Regions from separate parts of the Sus scrofa genome. Here region 1 is linked to region 2. The links are chromatin contacts, called in public HiChIP or PLAC-seq maps. All regions are on one chromosome and are shown on one strand. The core of a region is the stretch at or near the end of the contact, and the rest is flanking DNA. Distances in the headings are between cores, read along the strand shown. Region 1 holds the start of MKNK1 (MAP kinase interacting serine/threonine kinase 1). Region 2 holds the start of EFCAB14 (EF-hand calcium-binding domain-containing protein 14).

Region 1 (3,543 bases), core at 853-3,352, 110 kb after region 2:
GCGGGAGTAAAGGACTTAGCGATCTCTGAGCTCTTTCGCTGCTGGTCTGGACCACTCGCAATAACAGCAATAACAGCTAACGCTGTGTGTTAGGTACCGCTCTAAAGGCCCGACATGTATACTAGCTTGTGGAGTCAAATGCGTCTTTAACCAGGTGCTTGGCTCCCTTCCCGGTGCCAGGTATTCCTCCTTGCATTGCTCTAGGATCTGTAAGGCCCTCCACTCTGCAGCCCCTTCTTCCGGCTTACCAGAGGAGGCCCCAGTCCAGCGTTCTAAAAGGTGGCTCTGCTTGCACACCTCCTCTGACAGGTCACTCACTACTTCCTCAATTAATGGACAGCTTCGATTCTTAGCAACTTCAGGCTCTGGGCTCATAGTTGCTTTGGAATGCACCACGTGAGGGTAGATTTATCTCCGAACTGTGTGGCCGAGGCCTTACATGGGAACGTATGAATACATCAGGAAGCCCTCACAAAACTATTTTGAGAAATTCAGAGGGATGCTTGGAGATAACAAGACACAGAAAGAAAGAGATAAAAGAGAGCTGGGGCCTTGGTAACAGCAAGAAAAGACACCCCCCCCCGCCTCCCCCAAAAGGCAAAAGTTGGCAGAAGAGGATCCTGGGAGAGGCAGTGTTTCAGGGATAGAGGGACAGTTTGGTTGGGCAGCCAGGCTGCAGAAGGCTTTGTTTTCCCTTTGGCTCAAGATCCATAAAACTGTTTAGGGAATGAGGAAGCGAGCCATTCTCCCCACCTGGAAGCAAAGCATTCACCTGCTGAGTAAAAGACGCCCACCACCCTTGGCCCCCATGAACACTGTGGCCTCTGGAGGTTCTTGCTGCTACTCCCTCTAGGAGCTGTATGGAATGCTTGGTGAAGGGGGCCACAGGCATGGCTGATGCTTCATCAGATTTGGGAAGCCCTTCCTCCTGTGAGCCCCCAGAGCCCTCATCCCTGGCATTAACCGAATTTGGTTGCCATATGAAGGAACATTGCAATTTTGAGAACCCAGGTTGGAACATAAGTCTGAGTGACTCGGGGTCATCCGGCTATTGAGACATTCAGGGAACAGAGATAGGAAGAGGCCAGTGTGGTCTCTGAGGACCTGAAGCTTGGATGGGCCTGGAAGGCAATGTGGGAGAGGTCAACTTACACAGGGGCCTTCAGGTTGAACTGAGAGATCCAGGAAGTAAATGAATACAGAAGCTTGGGAGAAACCCCCTGCGCCACCCGCCTCCAGCCATCACCTAGACTGAGAAATCTAGCAAAGCCTTGAGTGTTCCCAATGCTTCAGACCTCCTTTCTTTATGTAGGCGAGACAGTTGAGGAAAGGGAGCCCAGAAGAGGAAAGGGAACAAATGTTTGTCAGGTGGATGATGGGAAGGAAGTCCAAGAAGCTCTGTAACAAGCATTGCTCATCAGACCCTCACAACAATCCTGAGACAAGCAGGGAAAGGATGTTTACTTCCATTTCCCAACGGAGGAAACACATTCAGGCCCTGACCTAACCCCCAGTCAGCACTCTCACTCCCTCATCACACTGGCAGCCTGAGGGAGGGACAGGAGCTGGTTGAAATTTGAATGTATTTGCAGGAGGTTTTCTGCAAGAAATGAACACAATGGAAACTCCAAGAAATGAACTTTTAAAGTTTTTTTTTTCTTTTTTTTTTAACCACTGGGGGTAATGCTTTACTCAAGGAAAAACTCTCACCGTGAAATTACAGGCACCCAAACCTTTTAAGCAATTTTACAGAATTTGTTCTTCTTTTAAAAAAAAGACTAGCACCATTTCCCCCTATGTAAAAGCCATTAAAAAAATTCCTTCCCAGCATACAGAAGCGCTCAATAAATATAATTACACCTGCCATTGCCCGGCCTCCGCCTCCAGGCGCTTCCCTGGCTTCCAGACCTTCTCTCCGAAAAATTCAGCGTCGGAAGAAAGTAAGCCCCGCCCCACTCCCCCAGCCATCTCCCGCCTCTCTCGTACCACGCCTGCGCAGTTTACCGAGTTGGCCCCACCCTCTCCCTGGGCGTGGCCACCGGGGCGCAGGCGCAGCCCCGCCCTCCCACGCCCCTCTCAGGTCGGGCCCGCCCCTCGCTGCTAGTACCGCCCTTCCGCGTTCTCGGCCGAGCGTCCTGCAGGTGGGGTGCGCGCCGGCGGCCCCGCGGGAAGTCCGCTGAGGTAAAGCCCAGACGGCGAGGTGTCCCTGCTCGTGAAATGGGGCAGGGGTCTGTGACTGAGTCGCGTGCCCGGGGTGGAGCAGCAGGGCCTTCAGAACGGCCCGAGGTCACGACCCGATACGGCCGCGAGGGGACCGCCGAAGGCGACCCTTCTTCAGGGCGCTCCTCCAGGTTGCTTCTGGGACCTGGCGGGACCCCGACGGTGACGAGCTCTGCGCGCGGCGCGTGTCCCGGGCCCGGGCTCAGCCTGTGCCTGGGGTCGCGGCTTGGGCTCTGACAGGCGTTCGAGGTCGAACTGGCCCCACTTGAGGCCAGTTTGACACTCAGTCCCTCTCAGGCGCTGTGGCAGAAGTCGAGGCTCAGGCAGTCCAGTGTCATGAATTGTTTTCCATGTGAGGAGTTTATCGTGTCTGTGTACCCCATTATTTAAAGTTAACTGTGTTCACTTGAAAGCTCCTGGCCACTGTGGGTCCATGTACAGCGAGGAGAGGTCATAGCACAGTCTCTGTCCTTGCGGACTTTACAGGCTCCCTGTCGGACGGTCAGTAGCACATCAGCAGGGGTGACAGGATGGAAGTGTTGGAAGTGCTTGACTTCGTGTCACGTAGCCCCGGGTTCAGATCTCACCTCTGCCACTTCCTAGCTGTGTGGCCTCAGGCGAGTCATTTCCCCCCTCAGAGCTTTAGTTTCTCCTGCAGAAAAAGGGCATATGGGAGGGTCATTGTGAAAGGTGCATAGGCCTCCATGAGCCCCCTCGGTGGCATCTGTCATGAGTTGTGTGCTGAATACTTGGTGCCTGAAATGGCTGCGATTTCTGGGAATTAGGTCATTTGCCCTGGGGTACTTTAGAGAGGCCTTGCGGGGAGGTGACCTAGGTCTTGAAGCCTCAGTAGGATTTATAGGTTTAATTGACCTTGTGGCTTGGGTCAGTGCTAACTGACCAGGGCCCATGTGCCCAGCACTGTGCTGGGCAGTTCATGTATATCGGTTCACTAGATCGTCAGCTACTGACCAGGTGATTTCAGCCCCGCTGTCCTTAGCCTCGGCCCCTCTAAAGAAAGCTTGTGTGGAAATGATGTAAAGAGGAGATCCAAGGTTGGTTTTTTATGTGGAGCTGGTGGTACTCGCTGCCCAACTTCTCCCACATCTTCCCATTCTGTGATCCATAGGGTTAATTGGAGTTCTTGGCTTTCTCTGGAGGCCCTTTATGTGAGCGGATTTTGAGGATTAGAGGACCTGGTAAGGGAGCGCCTCTTCTACGCAGATTCCATGAAGCTGAACCCTGGCAGTGAGAAGCTCTGTGAACAGGAGCTGTTGGATTTTAGCACCTGCTTATGAAGCACCAGTGGTTTCCTATTAGGTG
Region 2 (3,941 bases), core at 242-2,741:
ATTCTTAACCCACTGCACCACAGTGGGAAATCCAATTAGCTCTGTCTTCAAGAAGCTTTCAGAATGCTCACCATCTCCACTACTGCCAGCATCTTTATCCTTCCCTCACTCTCCTCCAATTCTCTTTCCCACACAGTAGCTAGAGTGATCATTTTAAAATCTAAGCCAGGGCTCCCTTTAGCAGCACATATACAAACATTGGAACAACACCGAGAAGATTTGCATGTCCCCTGCGTAGGGATGACATGCAAATTCGTGAGGCATTCCATATTTGTTCTGCAGAACAGAAACAGATTCACAAACTTTGACAACAAACTTATGGTTACCAAAGGGACGGGTGGGGAGAAGGACTGTCCTGGGGGTTCGGGATTGGCATATCCCACACAGCAGCATATGGAATAATTGGCCAACGGGGACCTGCTGTATAGCCCGGGGAACTCTACCCAATACTCTGTGATAATCTATATGGGAAAAGAATCTGAAAAAGTACGGATGTGTGTATATGTATAACTGAATCACTTTATTATACAGCAGAGATTATCAACATTGTAAATCAACCATACTTCAAAAAAACTTTGAAAAATTGAATAAATAAGTAAATAAATAAATACATACATAAATGCTAAACCAGAGCTTAAAGCACCAGTGGTTTCCCAAAGTTCTCACAGTGGTCCATAAGGCCCTGCATGATCGGGCCCCTGATGCTTATCCGACCTCATTTCCCATCCTGCTCCTCTTGCCCTTCAGGTCCAGCCACACCAGGTCTTCCAGGTCACTTTTTCCTCCTGGCCATTGCACAACTCACTCCCTCGCAGCCTCTCAGTCTCAAACCAAAGGTCCTCTTATCACAGAGGCACTCCCTGTCCCCTTATCATATTTCAATTTCCCCCATAATATTTATCACCTCCTGACATTTAATATGTCGCTGCTCTCCCCCCACTGCAGTGTAAACTGTAGGATTAGGGTTGGCACTTTACTGGATGTCTGGTATTTTTATTTGCTAAATCTGGCAACCCTAAGCAAGTGGTTATTTTGTTCATTGCTGTATCCTCAGCAGTAGAATTGCTCCTGACACGTGGTAAACTCTCAATAAATATTTACGCAATGAATGAATGGACGTGTTCAACCGGGTCATTAATCTGTAACATGCCTAAACCTTTAATAAACAACATGCGAGCCAGAGGGTTGGGACGTCTAAGCTGGGTTAGCCCAGTTCACAGCTGGCGGTCGGAGAGGCCGATGAACTTCCTAAGCAGGTGGAGCAGCTGGGAGCTTCGCCTGAACCGCCCCTGCGCCTCCTGCAACCGAACACTCCCGAAGTACAGTGAGCGATAAATCCCCGAGGGCTTTTCTGCGGGTAGGACCTCCCCAACTAGCAGGCGGGACCTACCCGCGCAGGAGCCTGGGCCCTTTAACGCCCCGCCTCCCCATCGCCCCTCGCGCGCCCGGTGTTACGTCACCGAACCTGCGGCCAATGGGAGCGCGCCTTACTGGCAGGCGGTGCTGGCACCGCTGCCAAAGGGGAAGTGAGCTGGGGTTGGAGCGATGGCCCGGGTCTGGACCCCGCGGCCGCCGCCTCCGCCGCCGCCGCCTCCGCCGCCGCCACCAGCGAGTCAGGAGCAGCTGCGTCCGGAGCCGAAGCGGGGACCGGAGTCGCGGCTGCAGTGGAGGCGGCGCGTTTGAGTTGCCGAAAGTCGCCGGTGCCGGAATACCTCAAACTCGGCGGGAGCGCTTCAGGTGGGCTGAGCCGCTGACGCCCCTCTTGACCTGCCCCCAGGCCCAGACACCAGGGCTGGGGTCTCCTCAGGCGCGGGACTGGTTCCTCTGAGGCTGAGCCCTGCAAACAAGAGCTCTGGATCTTCCTCGGCCTCCGGCTCCCTTCAAGCTCAGGACGGAGGCCGGAGATCGGTGATCTCTCAGCCCCGAGCGTTTCCTGTGTCCGGGTTGCAGTGGCTGGGAGCCCCCTCCTGCTGCCAGCCAGGAAGGGACCAGTGCGACCCCACTGTCTCGCTCTGCACCTCCTCCTCTTCTCCCATTCAAAAGCAAGTTTCTTTCCCTTTCCACTGGAAATCTTGCCCCGGAAGACCAGAACACCCGTCCGCGTGTCCTTCCCCAGCTCCTGAAGCACCCTTATTAGTATTATCTACTGACCAGGGCTGAGAATCTCTCGTTCTTGACTTTTTATCCCCCTTGGGAGACAAAGGTTACCTCTCCTAAACACCCTCAACTAATTGACACTCCATGCCCAGGGCTTTATCCATTTTGATCACCAGCCCCCAGGACGTCTTTACGTGACTTCCCCCAGCCATCCATCTGAGTTCCAGTTTCCTCTGGGCTCCAGTCTCTAGTCCCCAGCGGATCTGGTCAGTCCCACCCCTGGGTGGGAGTGACCAGAGGGGCTCTGGCCCAGAATTCCCCACCCTGGAAGGCAGCTCCAAGGCATCGAGAGAATTGGGCATCGGGTACGAACCTGGCAGCTCAGGAGTGGGTGCCCCACTCACCCCACACAAGAAGATGAAAAAGCGCAAAGAGCTCAATGCATTGATCGGCTTGGCTGGGGATAGCCGGAGAAAGAAGCCCAAGAAAGGCTCAGGCCACCGCCTGCTTCGCACCGAGCCTCCCGACTCAGACTCTGAGTCCAGCTCAGAGGAGGAAGAGGAGTTTGGTGTAGCTGGAAATCGCTCTCGCTTTGTCAAGTGAGTAATGCAGTGCACAGAGGTGGAATGGGGAAAAGGTATCTCCCAACACGACCAAGGGGGCAAATTAAAGGGAGGGAGAAGGAAGTTCTTAAGAAAAATTTTTAAAAAGCACGTAGACCTTGGAAGGCACAGAGGCAGAAAAGCTATTAGGGAGAAGGTGAGTTCAGGTTCTGGATGAAGGATAAGTTAGAGATCTGTCTCTGAGTGTACAAAAGAGAGCTCTGAATCTAGGGTAGACAGTGGACTTGGGGAATGAGCCAAGAGCCCAGAGAGACCAAAGTGGGAGTAGCAAAGAAGCCAAGAATAGGGACAGAGACCAGAGGAACTTGGGGGACCAGGCCTTCTGCTTAAGCGTAGGAGAGACGGGGGTCTTAGGACTGCAGATTATTTTTTGCACTCTTGACGGGTCTGAATCTCGGTGATGGGGGAATATGGTGAAGGACATCCTGTGGAAAGTGTGAGCCTTGAGGGTAGTGGAGGGTGGGGGACAAAAAAAAGAGGCAGCTTTTTCTCAGACCACTTTTAGCTGTGCAGCCACTAGACAGATCCCGTAGTGAGAACAAGGATGTGGGTTTGGGGAGTTAGGGTAGGAAGGGCTGAAGGGCTGAAGGGCCTCTTCCAAGGAGCACATGAAAACAGTATTCTGAGGATGTGGAAGCAGGGGCTAGGCAGAAATTCGGAGTGCTAAAAGAGATTGAATCCTCTGTTTGAGGTTTGCTTGTTTCGAGGGGCTGTGTCCTTTTATTTTGTTAAAGGCAGAGTTTGGTTTCTAATGACCTTTGCGAGATGCGGTTGTTCAGGGCAATCCTAGGTTTGGGCTGTGAAGATCCAATGAAGTAGGAGTTCCCTGGTGGCCTAGTGGTTGAGGAGTCAGGTGCTGTCCCTGCTGTGGCTTGGGTTCAGTCTCTGGCCCGGGAACTTCCCCATGCCCTGGGCTCAGCCCCACCCCACCCCATCCCCCAAAAAGAGAGAGAGAGAGAGCTGATGAAGTAGAATAGTAAACTGGACTAGTTACCTTGTTGGGTTAGTTCAGATCTTGAATGGAGATTGAAGTTGGGTGTGAAATTTAACCCCCTCCTATGTTTCCTTCCTTCTGAGCCAATAAGCTGCAGCGTACTGGGTGTCCACTTAAATGTGCTGTTGTAATTTTTTCATTCGAGTTGCAGTTAAACTTGCTCAGAAGTTTGTAGAGTTTCTATAAGCGGAAGCAAGTTCCTCTGGAGTGAATATGTACTTGGGAGA

The links. HiChIP or PLAC-seq counts read pairs in DNA pulled down with a chosen protein or histone mark.
Region 1: a contact with region 2 is called in an H3K27ac HiChIP or PLAC-seq map of skeletal muscle. The contact joins the promoter of MKNK1 here to the promoter of EFCAB14 in region 2. A contact is called at or near these places in 2 of 5 promoter capture datasets (fetal liver and liver), 5 of 47 Hi-C or Micro-C datasets (heart right ventricle, liver, skeletal muscle and 1 more) and 2 of 2 datasets of contacts at active chromatin or transcription factors (alveolar macrophages and skeletal muscle).

The regions. Positions count from the first base shown.
Region 1 is chr6:164,885,646-164,889,188 of Sscrofa11.1, forward strand. MKNK1 (MAP kinase interacting serine/threonine kinase 1) reads left to right here and starts at 2,103. Exons shown (of 13, transcript NM_001143719.1): 1 at 2,103-2,181.
Region 2 is chr6:164,776,481-164,780,421 of Sscrofa11.1, forward strand. EFCAB14 (EF-hand calcium-binding domain-containing protein 14) reads left to right here and starts at 1,492. Exons shown (of 10, transcript XM_013999428.2): 1 at 1,492-2,696. The coding sequence starts at 2,515.